Linked DNA regions of Gossypium hirsutum: region 2 is linked to region 1. The links are chromatin contacts, called in public Hi-C maps. All regions are on one chromosome and are shown on one strand. The core of a region is the stretch at or near the end of the contact, and the rest is flanking DNA. Distances in the headings are between cores, read along the strand shown.

The links. Hi-C and Micro-C count contacts between places; a contact is called where the count stands out from the background.
Region 2: a Hi-C map of leaf shows a contact between it and region 1, with 2.1 times the contacts expected there. The contact joins the promoter of LOC107942723 here to the promoter of LOC107886666 in region 1. A contact is called at or near these places in 4 of 34 Hi-C or Micro-C datasets (leaf and seedling).

The regions. Positions count from the first base shown.
Region 1 is chrA03:99,413,583-99,421,184 of Gossypium_hirsutum_v2.1, forward strand. LOC107886666 (U-box domain-containing protein 19) reads right to left here and starts at 6,117. Exons shown (of 1, transcript XM_016810712.2): 1 at 3,478-6,117. The coding sequence starts at 5,865. The coding sequence ends at 3,805. LOC107886667 (probable serine/threonine-protein kinase PBL22) reads left to right here. Exons shown (of 10, transcript XM_016810713.2): 3 at 890-1,453; 4 at 1,572-1,613; 5 at 1,711-1,812; 6 at 1,896-2,003; 7 at 2,348-2,566; 8 at 2,636-2,751; 9 at 2,848-3,108; 10 at 3,193-3,594. The coding sequence starts at 1,090. The coding sequence ends at 3,420.
Region 2 is chrA03:99,745,438-99,752,677 of Gossypium_hirsutum_v2.1, forward strand. LOC107942723 (AP-1 complex subunit gamma-2) reads left to right here and starts at 4,011. Exons shown (of 18, transcript XM_041099890.1): 1 at 4,011-4,335; 2 at 5,067-5,369; 3 at 5,541-5,682; 4 at 6,485-6,658; 5 at 7,155-7,240. The coding sequence starts at 4,304.

The DNA.
Region 1 (7,602 bases), core at 4,867-7,366:
TTTTTTCAATCTCTATCGAGTCAAGCAGTATCAATTCAACAGCGATTAATTGCTGGATAAACTGACGTTCTTATGAATGAACTTATGTCGTTTCCAGATTGGCATTTTGGCATCACTTAATAGAACACCCTCTGACTCAATCCTTTGTAATCAAGCTTTTGGTCAACTCATTGAAGAGAAACAACATTCACTTCTCATTCTCCTTCAATATTTTTTTCAACTCTCTTATCTTAATCAAGCAGGACCCGAACTGGTTCATTTTACTAATTTTAAAGATAATAAAATATTCCAGTATGGACATCTGGTATCAAAGTTTTGTATTTGAGTCAATAACTTGGAAGACAAACTATAAAATGACAATGAAAAAAGTGTGTTCATCCATTTCCATTGTAATCCAAGCCGGCTACCACCACCATTTCTTTAATCATAAATTATGGTGTTGAATTAAACTTTATTTGGACAATGTGTTAACCCTTCTTCGAAAATCAGCATATTATAAAATAAAATAAAAATGATACTAGAAATGTCTGTTAATCAAATTCCATTTCTTCCAAGACATTTGGCACCTTGTGTACATCCATTGCTCTAGTCATTCTAATACTCTCATATAAACAATTCAACTACAGTTCACTATTATTATATAAATTTTATTCACATTTATGATTCCAATATCATCTCTTTGGTTTCCCTGTGACACCCAGATTCCAGTTTCACCTCAACATTTATTCCAAGTGAAAAAAGATTTGGTCTTTTCTTTAATAACTATGGGCATATCACCATTTTAACCCATCCTTATTCTCAGTTCAAATGGGCATGGATTTAGCATTTCCCTTCATGAATGTCTTTGTTTTGTTTGCCACACTTGATTTTGCTTTTTCTCTGGATTCAGTAGGTAATTGCATTCTTGATATTAAAAACCCTTCCTCCACCAAGGAGCCAAATTGCGAATTAGGCAACTGGGGTGGGTTCATCGATAGCAGTCGCTGTGGAGGAGCCTTTGAACAATACCTTCTTGCACTTGGGCGGCGAGCAAGCCTTACAAAAGCCATTTACTTGAATTCCACGCAACAAAGCAACTGCTTATCAGCAATGGCGAGCTTCGAGAAAGATGTATACGGCTGTGGTATTCAGAAGCTAACAAGTGGAGCCAGCAGCTGTTCAGACTATACAGTCACCAATGTTATCAATAAGCTAGGAGATAGATTCCAAAACTTTCAAGAAGATTGTAAGGTGTTACGCACCGGTCGTGGAGTGGAACATTTGTGCAATTCATGTTTAAGAAGATGGGAAGAGATTAATGGATCATCAGACTATAAACAGCATCCTGCTAGTGATGATGATGATGATATATGTAGATTTGCAGCATTGGTATCCATGATAAGCAATAGGGTTGAGGATGAGAACTGGGTCTATGCAGTCTTTCAATGCCTCAGAGAAAGTGCTTTTTCCTTGGGTAATAACATTTTTCAATGTAAATTGCAATAAGATCAATATAACCATGCATATGTGCTCACTTCATGATTCAGTTCACTTATTATTTTATGAATCTCCTTCTTCCTTGTGACTTGCAGATGAACATGAAGGCACAGCTAACGATAATATCCATAAAAGAGGTAATCTCAACAACAACCATCAGCAGTCTGAGTTTCAAGTGTCGATGTTTTAACATAATTATTAATCGGATGTGTATAATTTTGTTGGTCATAATAGGTTTTTGGGTCTTAATTGGTGGATTAGTAGGAGCTTTGATAATAGTAGTCATTGCTACATGGATCTGCTACAGAAAAAGGAAAGAACAAAGCCTGGGAAAAGGTAGTTTTTCTGCAAAATTATTCAATCTGCCTAAGAACAGATTACTAATCGACATTGCTCATCGTTGTCTTCTTATTCTACAGAATCGGATTTCTCCGAGAATTCCGGCTCTCAGAAAATTTCAATCAAAGAACTTTATTCAGCAACAAACTATTTCAATGCATCAAACTTCATTGGCCAAGGCATAGCTGGTTAGACCCTAACCACAATTCAGTATTTAGGAATCTAAATCGAGTTCGAAAAGCATGAAAAAGGATTGTTTTTTGAACGGTAAACAATGTTTTCAAAGAACAACCACAGATGCATTGACACTGCAAGTAAAAGTGTAAAACAGGGTTTATGCTGATTAACCTTGAGAAGCAATTGTTGTATTTGTGTATTGCACCTAAGAACACCACTTTATGGATACGTACAAGTCCTGGGACAAAATTCTTAGAATCCTAATGTTTGACATAGAAAATAAGCACAAGAGCCTTTTACTTTTAGTTCCTTCAGATGCCGATCTTGGATCCTGATCTCATTCTGTTATGACCAGGAAAAGTATACAAGGGTCTTCTCTCAAATGGTCAGTACGTTGCGATTAAGCACATCATCAATGATGGACAGATAGAAACCTTCGTGAGGGAAGTCAGAAGCCTATCACATATCAAGCATCCGAATCTTGTAGCTTTGGTTGGCTATTGTGAGAATGAAGATGAATGCTTCCTAGTCTATGAACTGTGCCATCATGGGAACCTATCAGAGTGGCTATATGGTATGTGGAATCAATGTGATTTACTGCTTTTGTTACATAGAAAACCACTCACACAAAGATATTGAACAGGGAAGGATAAAGGTCTTTCATGGATTCAAAGACTAAAGATTGCAATTGACAGTGCAAGGGGACTCTGGTTTCTCCACACTTACCCAGAAGGCAGCATTGTTCATCGTGATATCAAGGTACATTCGAGATGAAAGGATTCTGCTATTCCCTTTTCTCTCTGTCATTAGTCTTCTCTGATCACGGTATATGATGGTGTTTTCATATTTTGTCAGCCAACAAATATCCTAATCAATGATAAATTTCAAGCAAAACTAGCAGATTTCGGTTTGTCTAAAGTTATGGACATAGGCCAATCCCATGTGAGCTCAGAAGTGAGAGGAACATTTGGTTATGTTGATCCCGAGTACCGTAGAAACCACCGTGTGAATGTCTCTGGGGATGTTTACAGTTTTGGTATAGTACTTCTTCAACTTTTGTCAGGGCAGAGGGTGCTTAATATGAATCTTCACAGACCATTGCCTCTAAGTAAAATGGTAACAACAATCTCTATCAAGTTTGTATAATAGATGTCCTTCCTATTACTAAGATCCCAAATGCATTTTTCTCTTATTTCTCAGGCAAAAGTACTCACTAGGGAAGGGGACACAACCAAGTTTGCAGACCCGAAACTTAACGGGGAATACTCGTTAGAAGCTTTCGACCTTGTGCTCAAGCTAGCTTTGTCATGCATAGGGATAAAGCAGGAAAGGCCATCCATGGAGCAGGTGGTGTTAAGACTACAAAAAGCACTTAATATCTCAATACAAGCAAAGCCAGTTGCATCCCGTGGAAAAATCATATACTAAAGCTCTAAAGAGGAGATACAAGAGACATAATTCTTCATGTTTGTAGAGATTGTTTTAGATAAACTGTAGTAGCATAATCTTTTATTACTAACATGGAAAAAGGACACGTACAACACGGTTGAAGAAGTTTATACATGATACTACAATACAACGAATGGAATGCGTTTTACATCATTGTATTACAGTCTTGCGACCTTATTATGAACAAACCCTAAAAAAAATTGAAATGCTAAATTACTGTTGTTTTTCACTCAGCTTCATAAAAAAAGGCAGAAGCTGAGTGGATTAGCTCTTCAAAAAACCGAGCTAATAAAAGGAAACAAGCGATGTACACACTTATCTGTATTTACATGGAAATATTTCAGGAATAAATTGGATTACGGATTACCATACGTGAACGAATTGTTCTCGGGGAAGAACTGGAGTCACTGAAGCTGAGGAGCTGTTGTTTTCATAAAACTGGTGCAGAATCTTGATGATTGCACTGGCCTTTTTGCTAGCTCGAGATGTACCTTCACTAAGTTGGGAATACAAGGATCCCATAAGAGAAGGAATCTTCACCAAACGAGCAACCACATCTAGTCCGCCATTGACACACAGAGCCAACAGCATGGAAACGCAGTACTCCTTCCCTGTTCTTGAAGTGCAGGTATCTAAGATCCCTACTAACAATTGCAAGGCACCACGGCGTAAAATTGCGACTGTGCCATCAATTTTCTCTGCTAGAGTAGCTAAAATGGCTAGAGAATCAGTTACGAGATCTTCTCTTTCTGAATCTCTCAAAAGATTGAGCAACAAAGGAACAACCCCAGATGCAAGAAGCCTCCAATGGTTCTCGGGATGCACTAGAAGCCCAAAAATAGCAACCAATGCATTCCTCTTGCAGTGATGGTTTTCATTCTTAACCAACTCTACTAATCCTGCAATAGCCTCAGGATTTTCACCGATCAGAACCCTGTTCTCCTCAACTGAAGCAAGATAATACAACGTAGCAGCCGCATGTTGTTGAGCTTCAATTTTAAGTCCCTTTCTTAAAACATGGACGATCAAATCCAACCCTTCATTCTCCACTATAACACATTTGCCTTTTGAATGCTTGGAAAGATTCAAGAGAGCAGCAATGGAATTTTCTTGGGTGTTGGAATCTTCAGATAACAACAGCTTCAATAAATGTGGGATCGTGCCGGATTCAACCAAACAAGACCTGTTAAAAATGCTTGTTTTAGTAAGAACCCGAATCTCAAATGCCGCCTTGTTCATCTCTTCACCACTTCCATTAACAAGTTTGTTAATGAGAAAACCAGCCAACATCTTCATTGCACCTTCACCGGCTGAACTCCCCGCCATTACTGTCCTCGAAATATCACGATTCTTTCCCCTAGAAACGACGACTGGGATGCCGTTTTCAGCACAATATTGTTGGATCAACCCTTTCAAGACAAGATTGGGAACCAATTCCGTACTGGTAAGCTTCTCGCCCGTCTTGGGACAAGTGGCATTCCCCGACCTGAACCATTTTAAAATCGAACAACGGTCGTAGGTGTGGCCCGATGATAAAGTTACTGGATCCGACATCATTTCTAACGAGATCGGACACTTGAGATCATCAACGTTGATTCCTTTAAGATCTTTGCTGATGTTGCTACACTGGCCATTGAGATGCTGACTTTCGAAGTCAACGGTGTCAAATATTACGCATCTGCAATAGCTCATGAATCCCATTAAGCTACACAGAAGCTCTAATTTTGTTTTGTTTTCTTCATTGGAAAACTCGGTTCCGATTTCTGAATCCAAGAATTTCACTTCCTTGTTACAACTGCTCCATTTATCAATCCCGAGATGGTCCAAGATCCGTCTGATCTCAATCGGATCAGGTGCGATTCCTTCCTCGAAATGGTTCATGATCCGCATGAGATCTTTCACGGCCTTTTTATCATCCGGGTCGGGATCGAATGAAGCTTTCCTAACTTGTCTTATGATTAACTCAACCAAATCCTTGGCTTCATTTGACATGTCAACGGTTGAAAGAGGGAAAACATCCAGACCCGTAGCCAGGCCCCGGATCACGATCCGGAATTGGTTCGCAGCCCAATCCGAACTCACTAGCATCCACGCTCGAGTCCCGTCGCGGGTGCAGTCTTCCAGAAGGCATCGAATTTTCTGGAAAGTCAGATGGAGCTCGGACAAGCTGAGGATGACCGGATGAGGTAGATCCGACGTCGTATCTCGGATCTCCTGGAGGAAAAGAAGAATGTTCGCGATTTGACGAAACGTTTCCCGCGCATTTCTCTTGTTGACGGAGAAAACCTTGGATTTGTAACTGCAAATGTCTCCACCAAGATCGATCAGCGAGTTTAGAAGAGTTGAAGGAGAAATGGAATCGCAAGGATGTATTGCCGGGCATGTCAGAATCCGGCGACCCGACCCACTCGATTTTTGGATCATTTACCAGATATTTCAAGAAAAACAAAAACAAAGGAGATAAAAACAAAAAAGTTTGATTTTGACTTTAGCGTTTAGATTTTTGAGTTTTTGATTTTGGCTTCTGGGGTCTACTATATATAAAAGGAAGGAGAAAGGGACTTGGGATATGTCGGCTTGGACACGTGTAATAACTTTGGCTGTACATGGCACGTGCAGATGAGAAAGGCTACTTCGTAGATAGTTTAGAGCAGTGGATAAGCAAATGGTGAGGTGACACGTGGTCGTAAAATACGGTACGAAGGTACGTGATGAGAGGGAGCCGACATGGGATGGCTCATATAACGTGGAATTAAGCTAAAATAAATCATTTAGCCTTTTATTATTATTATTATTTATAAAAAAATTTGGACTTGGTAATGAATTATTGTGAACCTAATTACACCAATTATTATCATTAAAAAATTGCACCATTATTAACATTATTGTATTTAGAATATTTTATTATTTATATTAAATATTGAGTTTGTGGCAAATGACACTCATCAATCACACCCTAATTTAGTTGTAAAATTATCAAATTTTTTTATAAAATAAAAAATGATATTATAAAGGTGTTTATATCTTTTTATATTTTTATATATAATTTTAAAAAAATACACAATGTTTATATCTTTTTATATTTTTATATATAATTTTAAAAAATACACAATAATAAAATTTAAACTTAAGACATTATAATTTTCAATATATCAACTTTATCATTTTAAATAAAGTTTGAATTTTTTATTATTATCAATTTTTATAAATATATTTGTTGAATAATTTCTTACTTGCATAATGAGGGTGATCATAAATATGTGTTTGACTTAATTATTAGTGTGTTTCTATTTTGATCACCTATGTTTAAAAAAAATTTAATTTAATCATTAATGTTATTGTCAATTAATTTTTTGTTCAATACTGATGTGACTTTTTTTATTAACACAATAACTAAATTAATCCACTAATAGTTACAGATTCTATCAAATTGTCCTTAATTTTGGAATCTCTTAATCCAATTCTTAGAGTACGTTTGGTTCACTGTAATTGAATAGGGCTGTAATTGAATAGGGTTGTAATTGAATAAAGCTGTAATAAGTAATTCAACTGTTTGGTTGAATGGAATGGAATGGAATAGAACTGTAATAGTATTTTTGTGTTTGGTTGAATGGAATGATGTTGTAATAGCATAAGGAAAAAACTAAAATGACCAGAATACCCTTAGCAGAATTTTTGTTAATGTAGATGATTATTGTTATTGTTATTAAATTTTAATAAGATTATTATTAAAAATAATTTAATAAAAATAATAAATAGTTTAACCATATTTTAACATAATTATTATTAAATATAATTTAATAAAAAAATATAATTTAATAACATTCATTATCTAATTATTATTATATGAATTAAAAAATCAAAATATATAATACTATAAAAAAATATATAATCTACTTTATTATTTTTAAACTGCAATACATATTTAGACTCCGTTTGTTTGTCAGTAAAATATTTTCTGAAAAATAATTTATAAAAGTTGTTTTAAATTAAACAAATATATATTTAAGAATTTATTATATTTTCATTGTTTATTTGAGTTTATTATATATATATATATATATAAATTTATATTTTAAATTGTTTTTACATATATTGCAATGTTTTATTTATGGATAAACTATAAAAATAGTCACTTTTATTTACCTCGGGTTACATTTT
Region 2 (7,240 bases), core at 2,761-5,260, 330 kb after region 1:
AATTAGTTTAGTTAATTTTTGATTAAAAACATCCTCTTTAATTTATAGGCTAGATAAGAAAAAGATAGTAATTACTAGTACTTTTAGTCCTCGTAGATACGATATTCTCGACTCACCATAACTATACTACTATTCGATAGGTGCGTTTGCCTTTATCGTAATTTTAGTTAGTTTAGTGACTCATCAACAAGGAAGTACTTCAAGGATCGTACCTAAAGGAGGACAAATTAAATCATAAATATTAAAAATTATATTATGATAAACAATAAAAGAGATAACAAGCGTAAACTAAATCAAATGAATTAAATAAACAGAAAATAACCAAATAACTAAATCATAATAACAAGTAGAAGATTAACTCGTTTCAGTGGTTGTAATTAACTTCAAAATTTCAGTTTAAATGAAATTAGCTATTAATTAACTAGTATTACCTCTTCGCATCTACTAATTAACTAATCGATAGGTACTCGCTTATCTTTTGACCTCACTTTTTCCACCGGGATAAATTATGATTTACTCGGCAAACTTATCTCCCGACCTCATTTAACCTAAATTACTTCTTAGAGTCATCAATCCTAGGGTTTAGGTATACATAATTTAAAACCAGCTAATCTTTATGGGAAACCCACATTCCTCCGTTAACAACTCCCATATCCACTCGTTAATCTCCCTAGAGACTTTGCCTTTCATGGATTTGGACACCATAACTCTTAGATTTAATTTAACATGGAAAAGAACACAAATAAATTAAAGTAAGAGAAAGGGTAAGAAATTGCTTAGTTGATTGAAGCGGATGTGCTCGGAGTTGTGAAATCTTTCGATAGTTAACTAATCTTGATGTTTGCAAAAGAACAATGAAATAAAACTGCTGAATACTTTAATAGAAAAGACTTAGGTTCGATTGAACCTAGTCAAAAAGAAAAAAGTATGTCGAAATGGAAAATAAAATGAACTAAAACCTAAATCTACTAACTACGGCTCCTAAAGGCTTGTTTACATATTAGCAATAGCCTAACCCTAATTAGGTCTATTACAGGCCATAATCTCGGAAAATATTGATTACACGAACGATTTTAGCCTTTTTGATTCTTGCCTTCCACGTTTAAACCTGTGTCGCGACACAACACCGTTATCTTTAACTTGGAGTTTTAGTTTCATGTGTTACGTCTCAAGAAACTTGTGCTACCCTCGAGTGTCGTCCATAAGGCTGTTGGATTGCTAAATACACATCCTGCACACTCAATTAAACATACAAAACTATCTAAGGCTTGAATTGGCGTAATAGGTTAACTAACATCAATTCTTTCATAAAAATGTTTATTTTGCACATAATTAAGTCTAAACTACGAAAGCTAAAAATGCTATAATTAAACATAAAACTACAAAATAAATAAAGCTCTTTAAGTGCTGAAATGTACTAAAACTACCACTATGTTTGGCGGTAGGTCAAGGGCCAATATAGATAAATGATGAATGAATGAATTCGGTTCGAAAATGAAATGTGTTGTGATCAAATGTTCAACATTGAATGGATTTGTAGCTTTAATGATATTGATATGCTGGTATGATAAGTTCATTTAGCTTTGTTAATTGAACTATATTTAGATAGGTCAAATGATGCATTGGTACTTTGGTAGCATATTTATTTATATACATATATGTTATTACATTGAATGAGATTTAGCATGAGTTGTATATATACATTGGTTGACATTAGAATTCAAATTAATTGTATGCATATGATTGTAACCTATGTTATATTTACTTGAATCATGGAAATACCATAGACCATTATTGCTTAGCGTATGGTTTGTTTTTCCCCTGTGTAGGTATAGGTACATTTAGAGGTCCCAAGTAGTAACTCCGGCATCCAGCCAAGTGTCCTTGACTCATCAATGTTTGTAAAGTCTTTTTGTTTGTTAAACAGTTAGGCTAAATCAGATTGTTGATATAATAGATAGTTATGTTTATATTTGAAGCTTAAAATGGTAATGTAGAAATGGCTAAATAGTTTATTTGCATATGTGAATATAATACGTTGATGAATTGTATGAAAAGTTGGCATACTTATGGTTTATAAGGGAAATGCATATGCCAATTGTGTAAATGAATGTTGAATGGCACAAGTGCCTATGTTAGCAAATAAGTTTAAGTAATGTATACATATATATATGATGAGATATGTTGAGAATGTATGTTGGAAATGGTATTAATGGTTTTGAATATTGGTATTGAGCATATTGAATTGTATTGACAAGTTAAATAGGTACCAAATTGGAGTTTGTTGTAAAACAAGGGTCATGTCGTGATATCAGTCCTTTAATGTTGTGATGAGATCAAGTCAGTATGTTGCGTCACGACAAGGAACCCTCAACTCCGCTACATCAACCTGATATTTTAAATTTTTTATAATTTGGTCTTAATTCTACCTCGGGTTTGAAATAAAGCTTCCATAAGCTCATATACGACTCAAAAACGAATGTATATCATATCATATGTATGTATTGTTTGAAATTTAACCATTTATTGGTATAAATCAACTGTAGTTTGATCGTAGTTGCTCCGACAATGAATGTGACACCTTGTAGCTTGGACCTAACGATCGGATTGGGTATCAGGGTGTTACATGGATGGCAACATGTCATCATTGAATCAAATTGCTTTTATACAATCAAAATGCTTAATGGAAAGATCTCAACGTCTTTGGAAGTTTCAACATTTATCTCCAATATCCTATTGATGGTTTCTTCAGTTTCAAATGTTCTTTTTAGCCGTGTGATTTGACCTAATAATCAAATAGCTGATTGGATTGCTAAGAAACAATATTTTATTCTTGTCGGATAAATTGGGTATTTCGTATTACAACTGAATTTATTTATTTTTTGTAATTCCTTTACTTTCAATGATTTTTCATAGTTTGAACAACAACAAGAAGAAAAAAAACCCTTAAAAATATAACATTTGATACATGAACTTGACATTTTTTTTTTAAATTTGATACCTAAGTTCTTTTGGCCCAATTTGATATTAAACGTGACTCTTTTTCTTAAGTGGTTACCTAGCTTTTTTGACCCAAATCAGTACTTGAACGTCAATGCTTTTCCTAATTTGGTATCTAAACTTGTAAAATGTTATACAAATTACCCTAATGTTAGTTTTTCATGAGGGAACAAAAATAGCTAATGTATGATTGACATCTGATAGATGACAACAAGTTTAATGGTAAGAGTTATTACATTTATTTGGAGTTTCTTCTGTTGCATTAAACAATATGCTCAAAGTTTAGTTTTTATTGAGGTTGAGATTACTTTGATTGTTATTGGTAAGAATGATTCAGAATCGATTACATGCTTAAAGAATGTCTTAATCTTTACAAAGTCCTTAATTCCCTAAAAATATCGGCACTATAAGAGGTAATTCATGTTACAAATTGTGCTCTGAATTGTTCTTCACAAATTAATACTGAAGAAGAAAATAAGAGTTTTAAAAAATAAAATAAAAGAAATTCATTAGGTTAAATGTAAAATTTTAAAATAAAGTAATTAAACATTTAAAATATAAAAATTTTTGTCATTTATCACATATCGATCATACATTTTGAATATCATTGCTACTTCATAGAAAAATATTGTTAATATATTGATGTAATTTTATATATTGTTTGACAAGTTTAAGTACTAAATTAGACAAAAACAAGTTAAGTATGAAATAAGAAAAAAAAACTAAATTAAACAAAGAGAATTAGTTACCAAATTAAGAAAAAAATTGATGTTGATACACCAAATTAAAAGAATATTTCAAGTTAATATTATATTAAACAAAATTAAACAGCGAAGCCTAGTCGTAATGGTGGGGCTTTAAACTTGGCTGCAGAGCCGTTACTTAATTACTACAAACAAATGTCTATAACTGCCCAATGAAATCCTGCCATGTCACGTCCAACCAATAAATAAGCCGAATATCCTCCTTGCAAATTTAACCCAATATTTACGACTGACTGGACTTACAAATGCCAATTTGACCGCTCTGCTCTCATTTTTATCAAGTAGAAAAAGAGACTCCGTTTTCTCGGTCTCTCAGATCCAATTCTCCGTTTCTTCCTCTTTCTTAGATCTCCGAATTCCAGCATTTGGATCTTCTCTTTCACATTCTTTAAGCTTGCTAAAAGAGAAAAAAAAGAAAAACAGTACGGTTTAATTCTGAATAGTGCTATTTTGGTGATCGATTTAATTGCAGCATTTGGTTTAGTTTCTATTCCATCTGTTTCGACCTCTCTACTAGAGTTTCCTACCTTAATACGATCATGAATCCTTTTTCTTCCGGTACTTGTCTAAGGTGAGCACCAATTCCTACTGTTACCCGTTTCTTATTTTACTTCTCCTTTTTCCTTTTAATTGGAAGATCAGATCAACAACTCATGAGTTTGTTTATTTGAGTGGACTGGAGTTGTGACTAAAATTTAAAAGAGCTGTATTTTTTAATACCGTGATTAGAATTTCGGGAGTTCAGTTGTGGTTCGTGCAACTTAAAAGATGATTGGGTATGTATTTAGAGCTAAGTGTAATCTGTTAGCCTGTTTGGGGTTTTCATAATTTGGTTCTTCTGATTATCTTTTGTTTTCCTTTTTATTATCTCGAGTTAGTTGCAACTTGCATCTATTAATGAAATTGTAGAAATGTGTCATACCCATTTAATAATTGGTTTGAAAGTAGCTTGATCTTCTTTTTTTGAAATGTTGATAATATTAAATGATGCACTAAATAGCATTGTTGTTAGGAGGTACCATTATATAGATGGCAACTAAAACGTTGACTGGTTTGGTCACGCAAGTCTTACTGTCTCTAGTCTTGCATTATATGTAGCATCGTTAAGGCATCCACAAGGGTGCGCATGCACCCTGCGCCTTAACACTAGATAGCAAACAAAAGTGCCTCGAACCCTTTTAGGTGAGATGCATGCCTGGTGCACCTAGACACACTTTTTGTAAAATGGCAGGCATAGAAAATGCACATGTAGTTTATATACATATTAATTGAAAATGGTTTAAACTTACTTCTCCAATGCAGGGACATGATACGGGCTATACGTGCATGCAAAACTGCAGCAGAAGAACGTGCTGTTGTAAGGAAAGAGTGTGCTGCTATTCGTGCTTCAATTAATGAAGATGATCAAGATTATAGGCACCGTAACCTGGCAAAACTCATGTTCATTCAGATGCTTGGATATCCCACTCATTTTGGCCAAATGGAGTGCTTGAAGTTGATTGCATCTGCTGGATTTCCAGAGAAGAGGATAGGATATCTTGGTCTTATGTTGCTTCTTGATGAAAGAGAAGAAGTTCTCATGTTGGTCACAAACTCATTAAAGCAGTATCTTTTGCGTGGATTCTTCTCAAGCTTATTTTGTTCCCATTTCCTTTTCCCTTTTATCAGTTCTGTTCTGGGTTAATATTGTTGTGCCTGATAGGGTTGTATTACAAGTGTAAAAATAAGAAAATGGAGAGATTTGCTTTACTTGCAGGAACCTTAATTTATATGCAGAGATCTGAACCATTCAAACCAGTACATTGTAGGACTTGCTCTTTGTGCACTGGGTAATATTTGTTCAGCAGAAATGGCCCGTGATCTTGCACCTGAAGTAGAAAGATTGCTGCAGTTTCGAGATCCAAATATCAGGAAGAAAGTAAGTGTGTCCTATTCTTAACTCAAAGATATGTTCATCACATATAGATGTGAAGTAAAGAAGGAAAATGGAGGCCACTGGACTCCAGACTTTTTGAATTTCTTATGCTTAATGCTGAGTATCCCTCTTAAATGATAACTTCTCTGTCCTCTTCTGCAGGAGTAGGAAAGTTTTGGGTTTTTCTGTTGAGCACTTCAAATATTTCTGTTTGTGCCCTTTATTTCTTTGCAACAATGCGTTTGTAATTTTGTCAATTAAAAGGTTAAAAGTGTAAACTGATTGTTAAGTACTGGATACTGCATAACTGAGATGCCATCTGTATAGTGTGATATTCGTTCAATGATATTCTGCACCATTCATATGGCAGCTACTTTTATCAAATCTGGATTTTTTTCTGCCTATATTTCTTAACCAGAAGAATTTGCAGCATACAATCATTCAAGGGAAAAATGCTAAGGTATTGAAACTATTAAGTCCAATGTGTGACTCCAAGAAAGACAACTTAAGTTTTCTTGTTTGATGGGGAGGGAAAGGCATCTAATGATCATTGCCAACCATTCTATGATGGCATTTTTCAATGTTCTAAATTGGTTCAACTGCAATATCACTTTTCTATTGGAGGACTGATTCAATTAAACAGGCCTCCCACTTCCACATCTCTCCCCTTCTGCCCGTGTGCGCAAAGTGGCTTTGGTTATGAATTCTCATAATTTGTATTTGTTGATAATTTTTAGGTTATATATATGTCAATTTCTTCAGTGATCTGCCTGCAATCTTTAAGAGCTCTTTACTCTTGTTGTAGGCAGCATTGTGCTCCATACGGATCATAAAGAAAGTTCCAGCCTTGGCTGAAAACTTTATCAATTGTGCCGCTTCCCTACTTAAAGAAAAGCATCATGGGGTCCTGATAACAGGAGTTCAACTTTGTGCAGATCTATGTAAAGTCAGTTCAGAAGCCCTTGAATACTTTAGAAAGGTAAACTGGTCTTGACCTTATGAGCACAACAGCTCATAGCTATAGCATTTGAAAGACACTCTATGGAGTTCATGAATTATTTGCTTTACTTGTCTGCTCCTGTATAAAATTGTAAATATTTAGTACCTGCTTTGGTATTTTTTGGAGCACCCAATGCGAGCAGAGCTGTCTACTTTACCACCAGTCCTTTTGTTCTGTTTCTGGAAGAAGAGTAGTTATGATAAAAAGGATCAAGCTTACTGGTGTTTTTTTCTAAACAGTTGGTTATTATTTCCTTCAATTTATACTAAGATCTTCAGGCTCATTTTGCAGTTTGTTTTCTATAGGATTTATGAACTATTTAGACCTTTGGAGTTGAGCAAAAATAGGTGCTCCTTTATCATGTAAATATTGGGTTGAACCATATTTTTAATTTTTGAGGGAAGAAATTTTTCAAAAATGGATAATGCAGTCAGTTTTGTAATTTTGATGGTAGCTTATTTTATAATTATTGCAGAAGTGCACAGAAGGTTTGGTCAGAACTCTGAGGGATATAGTAAACAGTCCCTATTCACCTGAGTATGACATTTCTGGCGTCACTGA